Regions from separate parts of the Zea mays genome. Here region 2 is linked to region 1. Evidence: chromatin contacts called from public Hi-C data. All regions are on one chromosome and are shown on one strand. The core of a region is the stretch at or near the end of the contact, and the rest is flanking DNA. Distances in the headings are between cores, read along the strand shown. Region 1 holds the start of LOC103635101 (protein ABC transporter 1, mitochondrial). Region 2 holds the start of LOC103635104.

Region 1 (5,192 bases), core at 975-3,474:
AACAAACTCCGAGGTCAGCACTTTCCTGCTAGACAATTGATCAATGACCTTTGGGACATTATAACCATCACTATCACATAGCAATTCTTTGTAACGCTTCTGGTTACTTGCTTCTAGCACATAATCACACTCCCTTGCCAGCTCCTGCTTTGCCACCTGAATTGTATAACATGAATATCAAAGAGCTTATTCTTTATGTTCATAAGATTGCATCAAAGTGCTTTTTACGCTATTACCAGAATAGAACATAAAATACGGAAAATATCAATGTATGACCAGTATGTGTGGTTAACAGATTATAAAATTTATGAAAAGAGACAATAAAGAGAGCAATTTGCTTGATGTGACAATTGAAAATTCCATAAATGTTTTTGGGTTTCCTTTTCATTTGCATATCAAGTAAAGACCAACTATTGTTCATGTCATACAGAAAAGAGCTTAACATACTCATAAGTGCAGCACTTCACAGTACAATCTAGTTTATGTTTGCACAACAATTATAATTTTAACAGAAGAAAGAACAAAAACACAAATGCGTGCTGTGACAGCAGGCAGAAATAAGACAATGAAAAAAAAGAACAGGATGAATAATCCATATTTTATCAAAATAATGAAGAAAAAAAATATTTACCTTCATAGCTCTATCAAGAAAAAGACCTTTAGGAATGAGATTTGTGTAAGTTAGAAGTAGCCTAACATTCTCAATATCACTTTCTATACTATCTGCAACCCCAGGGTATTGTATTTTCATGACAACATCTGATCCATCCTTCAAAACTGCTCGATGGACCTGGTTGAAAGAAAAAAGAAATGATATATAAATAAAGGATATGCTTAACACTTTAACAGAGAGAGCAGCACACAACAACATACTTAGTATAATAGAGTGCTAAGATAAATGCTCAAATTTCACAATTGGTGGATTTTTTACATAGGTAGGGCAACTTTCGCTGCTGAACCAACCTGGCCAATGCTAGCTGCAGCTAGCGGTTCATAGTCGAAACTCCTCAACCTGGAGGACCAGTCAGGACCAAGCTCGGCATCAAGGACTGAATTTAGCTGCTTCCTTGGCATAACATCAGCACCTTGACGAACAATATCAAGAGCTGCTAACACCTACATTAAGTTGGTCAAAGATCAATTTGAATACACTTGGTGGACATCACAAGGCTATGGCAAACGAAGCATTAAGCAAAAGGATGGACTAAAACTGTGGCATCAAAATTAAGATCCTACCGGCGGAGGTACAAGGGATTCGTCCTGGATGCTCAGCATCTGCCCCACCTTGAGCGCTGCTCCCCGCATCCTGCAGAGCGCAAGTGCAACACGCTCGGCATTCTGATCAGACAAGAATGGGGAGAGCGCTGATCGCTTGCCCTCTGTGTCCACCGGGGTGCCATACATTACCCGACGGGCCGACTCCTGAACAGTGCCCCACGCTAACCCGGCGCCCAGTCCTGCAAACCTTAGTTGTACCGGCACATCACCAAAAAAAAAAAGACACAAATCATTCATCATCTCCAATTCAGATGAGCAGACTCAAACTGAAACAAACGTGCATTATTTTAAATTTCAGTTGAGATGGATGTGAGTTCAATACCGTACCCGAGTGCTCTGGTGAAGGGCGTGGATGGAACCTTCCGTTCCCGCAGCCGCCTCCTCTTCTCCCCAGGCGCCGCTGAGGCCAAAGGGGGCGCCTGTTGGGGCAAAGGCGAGGGATCGGGAGGAGGTGCCGCAGGTTCGGGCCTGTCCGCCGCGACGGCAGCAGGTTCGGCTGCAACGGAGGCGGTTGTACCAGTTCGGACGGTCTCCTGCGTCCGCGCGGGGTGCGGGGCCTCTTGCGCTGGCGGCGGACGCTCCAGTGCATGATCTTGCGGCGACGCCGTGGCTTCATCGTGGGAGAAGTACACGACGGAGGAGGGGCGGGAGGATTCGGTGGCGGGCAGCGGTCCTGCGCCTGGAGGGTGCGGCGGACGGCGCGGGGTGCCTCTGGTGAGGCCGGCGAGGTCGGTGGTGGCAAGGAGCGCAGACCTGAGGACATCACGCAGGGAGGTACCCCGCGTGGCCTCGCGCGCGACGAGGGCGACACCGTCGAGCAGGCGCCGGAGATCCCTGGACGCCATGGAAAGGGAAGGCGTGGAAGGCCCCTGGACCAGGAACCAGAGCGGAGCTGCGTGGTCCGCGGAGGCGGGGCAAGCGCGGTGAGACTCGCACGGGCACGGCACCGCTTGGTGTTGGGCCCCTCACAAGTTTCACTTTGTTGTGGGCCGCCTACGTGGCTTGTTAGCTAGGCCGAAGCCCATCAGTGGTCTAGTTGCTTCCACGACAATGGCTACCGCCGGCCTCAAACGTAAACCATTATCATTATTAAACGTAAATCATTATCATTCACGTTACATTTCATAAATAAAACAGCATCTAATAAGTTAGTTGATAGCTTTTGATAGTGTCCTGCATGGTCAGTATGGAGTGGAGACTGCGGACTACATTGAAAGGATAGAGAGAAATACTATTTTTGTAAGTTTTAGCTGATTTTAGTTGTCCAACCCAGCTAATAAACTAATTATTAATTGGGAACCCGATCTTCAAATAATAATGATGTGGTAAATGCACATGATATTATCTTAACTACATATTCAACATTTGAATATATTTTTATATATAGCTTGGAATACTCTGGTTTTACTTTACTGCTCGGTTCTATCTATTCTATATTACTTTATTTCTTCTTCCTTATGGATTTATATACACTGGAATACTCTTGGTTAAAAGACTATGCGCTTGAGGATCATATCTAATTGATATAAGAAACGGCAGTAGAGTCATCTATTGGTGTTTTTAATTTATTCATTTCATTAAAAATTCGGTCGGGAAAGAATGATCGCCCAACCAGCACCATATTAAGAAAAGACCGAAATAATGGTCCTAACCGAAAAAATCATCGAACTTTGGCTTTTCTATCACTAATGGGTCGACGTCAACCATCCACTTTGCAATGCCCCAACCGGAGGGTGGCGCATAGGACATCGTAACCTAAGAGTGGATGAGCCACAACAAGGGGATTTTGTAATGTTATTATTCGATGAGCCACACCAAGCCCGAAAATTTGTCCCGGGTGGAATCGAACCTAAGACATGGAGGTGCTACTCGAAAGCCTTAACCACTAGGCTAGAGGTCCTTTCGCATTCATTCATTTCATTAAGACAATTGATTTTGCAACGTTATTATTCGATATTAATAAAGCAATGTGTTTTTTTTGTATATGCACTATATGATGACGCTATGCATGTCATTGCAATCCTAGCACATGTATAGTGAGAATTCGGTTTGGTTCTTAAAATCGTGTGTAATAGAAGTGGTATTCGAGTCGTGCTAACTATAGGACGTGAGCCTAGAACAGATCTAGCCAATAGAAAAAAAATCGCCTAAATATGTGTTTTTGTCAAAAGGTTATTGTTAACTCATCCATACTCATCTATTCAATTCGGAATCTTACCTTGTAAGTCTTATATCTTTTTGTCCATAAGATGGCATATACCAATTAGGCTGCTAGCAAGTGCCCCAAAGGTCATGTCGATTTTGGTTCCAAGGAACCTGTCGGTATCCTGAAACTAGGGTACCCCTTACTACTATATAAAGACGCAGTACCCACACGACTATCTTTAGTCACGTGGTAAAAGAGCTGTATGTGGGACCAGGCCATGACTCGCCCCAGCCTCGGGTGACTACTCTGGGCCAGTAAACAGCGCCTGACCCCACCACATGGGTGGGTCCGGGGCCGCCACGTGTCCAGAGAAAGTGATATACTCCAAGGCATCAACAGTGAGTCCGGACCCCATGGGAGAGTGCTGGGCCCGTGCCGGACCCCTATATATACGGTCCAGGCCTCCAAGTTTGGCCCAGGACCTCCACGTGTGCGAACCGGACCCCTAGAATGGGATCCGGACCCCCCGTATGGGGTTCGGGCCACCCACAGTGGGGTCCTAGGGTTCTAGGACAGAACATACCCGGGCCTTAATCAAGACCCAGGTGGGGGTCCGGAGCCGACACGTGTCCAGACCTAGTCTGGTGGGATCCGGACCTATCCGCATACACTCCTGCTCCCCGCTCAGGCGGAGACCCGATACTGCCACATGGCATACTGCGCGCGGCATAAACCAACGAGCGGAACCTGGCATGACACCTCTGGACTACGCGCACCTTCGCATTCATTACGGATATCGAGGGCAATGACTCACCATTACTCGTACGTTTCCAAGAAAAGGGTTAGTACCTATCAGTGCTGCATGGACTGCAGTCATCATGACTCCCGCTGATTACTCATGCGTTACTTTGTCAACACTAGTTATTCACATAATGTATTTCTTCCATTATGCTCCTCGGCCCGCATGTCAGGGCTCAGCATCCTTGTATGTGCCTCCCTTAAACTATAAAAGGGAAGGCACACAGCGTTACAGGGGACAGGCTCAATTACACTCAATACAACTTACACAAAGTGGAGGTAGGGTATTACGCTTCGGCGGCCTGAACCACTATAATACCTCGAGTCCTCTAGTGTTCGTCCGAAATTCACCAAACAGGCAGACCGCTTAGGCCCCCTCCTCATCTTAGCTTAGGGTGGGTGCATTCCGCCACCCGGCCGAAGGATTTTCCCGCCGACATTTGGCGCGCCAGGTAGGGGGTCTTTGGCTTTAGGTTTTTCGCCTGTTTTCTTGCTCGACACAATGGTTCAGATTGTCGAGCACCGCGGGTTGTCTCCCGAGGACTTCCTGATGAAGGGGCAGCATCTTCCGTGCCACGAGGCTCTTATCGCCCTGCACCTGGTGCTGCTGCTATGCACGCTGCACAGCAACACACGCCCGCATAGACATACAGGGCTCCGTCGAGGGCTGCTCATGGTGGGGCGTTGTCTGCAGCCAGGGAATTACTGCGTAACCCACCGAGTTCCACGGCCTTGCCGGGGGCCATGAGGCAGTGGCGCGAAGACGTCGACCGTCTCCTCGGTATGGCCCATCCTGGATCGGCCAGGTCCAGGCCTCGATCGTTCCGGCGTCAACGCGAGGCGTCGGCATCTGTGCGCTCACCCTCAGTAAGGGATGCACAGACTAACGACCTGCGGGTAGAACTCAACCGCAGGCGTGCGGGCGAGGATGCTCGAGTCTTTCTAGAGAGGGCACGTGAGTGCTGGTAAA
Region 2 (5,192 bases), core at 683-3,182, 210 kb after region 1:
GTATTTTGACTGAATAGTTAAGAAAACTATACGAAGTAGTCTGACCGGACACAGCCGCACATAATATGAACATGCTACACTGAAACACTGACGCGGACCACAATAAAAAACCCTGAAACTTTAGCACTACTGCCCTTTTTCTCTTTTCAGCTACTGACCGCTACTGTTAATGGAATGGAAATGCACGCACGGCATCTAATTTGGGTGGCCGGCGGTGGACGGGCTGGACCCAATTGTCTGCTGGTGTGCTGCGAGCGGCGACGCGCCGGGGTGGTGGTCGACCGAGGAAGAGTTGGCCTCGGCCATGTCGAGCTCGACCTCCTTGTGCCGGAGCATGAGCAGCAAGCGTCGGCTCTGGATCCGGAGGCGGTCATTCTGCAGGCGCGCGCGTTCCATGTCGCGCTCTTTGTTGGCGCGGAACCGATCCCATTTCAGCCGCTGCCGCTCCAGGTCGTACGCGTGGGATTCGAGGAGGATCTGCTGCTCCTCCACCTCCACCGCGCGGCGTCGCACCCAGCACCTGGCCTGCTGCGGGTCCATCGCCGCGGCAGCCGCGGCCGCGAGCTCGCTCTTCAACTGCTGCAGCATTGCCGATGGGTCGGGTGCCGCCCCCGTCCTCGCGCGTTTCCCACCGCCGGCCGCCTCGTCCTCGAGGTCCTCGGCCGCGGCGCTATCCTCGCCATGCTCGCGCTTGCCGCGCCGGCGGCCGCCGCCGCTGTGCTGACGACTGGTGAGGTGGCTGTGGTACATGTGACCGTCGTCCTCCTCGTCGTAGTCGTCCTCGTCCTCCTCGCCGTTGTCGCTCACGGCGTCGCTGTCGTCTTCATCGTCCGCGACGTCGGCGGAGGAGTCCTTCATGCACGGCGGGGACGGGGCTGCCTGGTAGTGGCGAGCGGCGGACGAGGCTGCGCCGGCCACGGGCACCGGCGGCGGGTGGTGGAGGCAGGCGGCGTCGCCCGCCGCGCCGCCGCCGGCGTGCGGCGGCAGGTGCGAGCCCCCGGCAACGCCGCTGTTGTGGTAGGCGCACATCTCGCGGAAGAAGAGGTGCTTGGAGCTGAGTAGCTTGCGCGCCTCGTCCTTGGCCTTGGGCGTGAGCTCGTCGATGGCGTCGAGCAGCGCGTGGTTCTCGACCACTCGGCAGGCGCGGCCGCGGCCGAGCAGGTCGACCACGCGCTTGTAGCGCTTGTTGAGGTCGTTGAACTTGTCCTCGCACTGCTGCGGCGACACCACGAAGCCCTTGTCCATCATGGCGTGCGACACCGACTTCCACTTGCCCTTCTTCTGCTGCTGCGCCGCCGCCGCATGACCGTGGCCGTGCCCCGACGAGCCCGCCCTGCTCGCCTTGCCTCCCCCCGCGCCGCCAGGCATTGCCGCGCCCTCCCAGTCATCCCCAACGCTGTAGACCACGCTGATGAGCAGGCGCACCATGTCGTCGGTCCACTTCATCCTCGTCCACGGGCACCCCGCCGCCGCCATCTGTTGCTGTTGCTGCTGCTGCACCACCACTCCTCCCTTCCCGCAGCAGCCGTTGCCCACCGTGTCTTCATCGTGCCCCACCGTCGCCGCGCTCACCACGACCCTGGACGACGACGTGTTGGAGTAGGGCGAGAACGACGGCGGCGGGGGCGGCTGCTGCAGCTGGAACCCATCGTGGTGGTGGTCCTGCTGGTGCTGGAACGCGGCGGCGGCCGGGTGCATCTGCTGCGCGGCGAGGTGCATGTCCAGCCCCAGCATTGCCCCCGACCCAACCACGCCGCCCCGCGTCGCCATCCCTCCTTCCCCGTCGCCTCTCCCCATCGGCAAACCGCCAATCTCTACCCAGCTCTAGAAACCACTTGGCACTCCCGCCCCCGAAATCGGCAGCAAGGTGGGTGTTTTTATTGGAGGGGAGCTGTGTGGGCGATCGCCGCGGTTTCGTCCGTGCGGCTGCGACCGCTTCAGCCGCACAAGTACTCGGTTTTAGCCCCGCGCCTCACCGTTTCCAGCGGTGGGAGCCCACGGTCCCGCAATACCGCCTGGGATCCCCTGCGCAGCGGCGCTCCCCGCTTTTACGTGTGCGTGGTACTGTTTCGGTTGGTGGGGGTGTCAGGTGAGCACACAAGATCCGATACTGCCTGTAGAGGACTGGATTGGGAAACAGCTGCCCGGAATGGGCTGCCCCTGGTTTTGGTTTTACCATAGTTTGAGTTTCCTTTCTCCCCCTTTCGGTTTTTTACAGAATGAACCCACGGTTGGATGGACCTACTGTGGTTTTATTTTTCATGCAGTGGTCAACCTGCAAGTTACAGTCGCGTTGACATTGTCATCCGTTTGGTTCTGCTACAGTTGCTTCACAGGTTTGTACTCGCCGTTTGCTACCAGATCTGTTACATCTGTCTCAGCCTCTTTTGACACCATTTGAATCCATGATGAATATAAACATCTCTCCTCAGGATTCCTACATTTGGGCTAACCAAAAAACTCAATTTACATTTTCTATGACTTTTACCAATTCTTTGTAAGCTGTGAATTGTGGTGGTGAGCTCATCGTCGTTCTACCTCGACGAGACAAGCATATTGTTCACATTGTGGTTATGTGAAGTTCCATGTTACCTCCGGATTCCCTCTAACCGGCAATCGATTATTAAGAATATATATTTATTTGCTTTCGCAAAAAATGTATGTTTTTACCCTACCGAAGTACACTCAACTTGGGCGATCTCTAGGAGATCTCCTATCTCATCTCCCATCACATCTCATATTTTAAACTTTTTGTAAACAATGGTGTTTACACTGTAAAAACAATGTTTTATATGGCCATATACACGATCTGCTGGATGCAATCTTAGAGATGTTTGTAATATTTGGTGAAGTTATAGGTGTAAGAACCAATATTGTCCTAAGAGCATCTCCAACAATGTCTTAAAGTGGTGTCTCGAATTGCTCTATGTGGTTTTGGGTGTTAAGATAAATATGATTCATGATCATGCTTTATTATTGTGATTCTATTGTTTAGTGTTCATGATAAAATTATGGTGTTAAAACTGGTATATCAGTCGTGCTCGCGGTTAAGAGCGACTCAGGACTATCGCATGATTAACTTATGAAAGTAAACTTAATATGTCATATGCATTGCACTGTGGGTTTTATTATTATTTTTGATCTCTTACTATTGTGGGATGGTATATACTTACATTTAGTAATTGATAACAAAAGTTGAACTTATTTAAAGCAATGTTCAGCTTTAACCATTATTTGTTAATAAGTCTTACACTTCACGTGAGCCCACACCGTAAGTGAACTCATGCACATTATTCTCCACACTTGTTGAGCGATGAACTTTTGTGAGCTCACCCTTCTGATAACCTCACACACACACATGTGAAGAGCAGGTGGCTCCGGAGGAGGACTACTATGAGGAGTTCGACGAGGTCTAGGTGGCGTCTCTCAGACAGCTTAATGGCACCAAGGAAATAATATTAGTTCGATTTATTTATTATCATTTATTTTTGTAAGACATTTCCTCTATGTAATAAAGTTTGTGACATTTATCTCTATACACTTGGTCATTATATGTGTTGTTCTTCTTTGGCGCACATATGAGATGCACCCGTGTTTGGTCCTTAAATCCAGGTTTGACAGAAGTGGTATCAGATGAATGTTGACTGTAGGACGAAATCTAGATAGAACTAAACAAAACCTTTACCTACTTACTTTTACTCTGATTCTTTCCATACTTTTCTTGATCTTGTCTCACATTTGGTTGTTCTACTCTAACTACTCTTATCGTTTCTACTCCAAAAAGGCAGAAAGGATTTCACACCTTGAAATCCTATATTTACGAATCCCTAAAGAGATAGGAGACCTAAGACACAATATATTTTCTTTTATCAATATTTAAGTGTTTGTTCTGATGATAATTGCTTAATTTGCTTCTTTGAATGAGTGAAATAGTATAATAGGGCATCCTAGCATGTACCACCATAGGGTAATGTATTAGTATTAAGTAGGTGACACTCTAATCTACTGAGCTATTATGACCAAAGAGATCATGACCTAAAAGTTGGGTGTATCGTACTTATCCGTCTTATCTGCAAATCTATCTTACCATGTGTTTCTAACCCAGATGGTCAATACTAGAAAGGGAGGCGTTATCGATCTACCAGCTCGTATTTGTCGAAGGAGGGCAGTTGTCAATTCACAACCGGAGATGAATCCTCCTCTGAATCCTCCGCCTGCTGGGACCTATGTCGTGGTTGCCGCTCAGATGCAGCAGCCGCAGCAGATGGCTAATACTATGGCGGAGATGCAAGCTCAGCTCCGCCAAGACCGACAGCAGCCACCACCTCCACCACCAGAACCACCACCTAGGGATAAGCACCGGGAGTTCATGATTCATAAGCCACCCACCTTCTCCAGCTCTCCAGATCCACTACAGGCAGATGATTTGCTGAAGACAGTGGAGAAAATGCTTAATATCGCTCAGTGCACCGATAGGGAGAAAGTTCTCTATGCATCGGGTCGCCTCACTGGCCCCGCTGTAGACTGGTGAGATTCTTATTGTGATGCTCACACCGCTGCCATCACCTAGGTAGAGTTTTCCGCTAATTTCAGGAATTATCATATTCCTACTAGGCTGATGAAGATCAAGAAGAAGGAATTCCTCTCCCTCAAGCAAGGGAATATAACATTGAATGAATACATAGATAAATTCATTCAGCTGTCAAGGTATGCTCCAGAGGAGGTTGATGAGCATGAGAGGAAGCAAGAACAGTTCCTGGAGGGACTTATTGGGCCACTCCAGTACCAGCTGATGTCTCACACCTTCCCATCTTTCCAGAAGCTTCTGGACAAGGCCATAGCATTTGAACACAAACATGTTTAGCTTGGCAAGATGAAGAGGAATGCCATCACCCAGGGCCAGGGGAGCAGCAACATTCGTCCTTGCTATGCTCCACCCCAAGGTACACCTGCTCGTCCTGGAGGAGGGCAGTAGTCTCACCAGCGCCCTATTCAGCAGACACCTCAGGCCACACCTTAGACTCCCCATCCTCGTCAGGCTGCCCCAGCTGGCACCCCGGTGAGACCTCCTAGCCAGAACACTGCTACTGGCACTACCTACTTCAAGTGCGGTGAGGTTGGGCACTACACCAATGTCTGTCCTAAGAGGAACCCCAACACTCCAGCTCGAGGCAGTAATCAGGGCAAGCACA

The links. A called contact is a pair of places that touch in the nucleus more often than the background predicts.
Region 2: a Hi-C map of bundle sheath shows a contact between it and region 1, with 2.7 times the contacts expected there. The contact joins the promoter of LOC103635104 here to the promoter of LOC103635101 in region 1. A contact is called at or near these places in 2 of 25 Hi-C or Micro-C datasets (bundle sheath and leaf).

Annotation. Positions count from the first base shown.
Region 1 is chr8:39,873,843-39,879,034 of Zm-B73-REFERENCE-NAM-5.0, forward strand. LOC103635101 (protein ABC transporter 1, mitochondrial) reads right to left here and starts at 2,225. Exons shown (of 8, transcript XM_020542570.3): 1 at 1,606-2,225; 2 at 1,237-1,465; 3 at 964-1,116; 4 at 632-790; 5 at 1-156. The coding sequence starts at 2,123.
Region 2 is chr8:40,087,837-40,093,028 of Zm-B73-REFERENCE-NAM-5.0, forward strand. LOC103635104 reads right to left here and starts at 1,933. Exons shown (of 1, transcript XM_008657648.4): 1 at 1-1,933. The coding sequence starts at 1,797. The coding sequence ends at 196.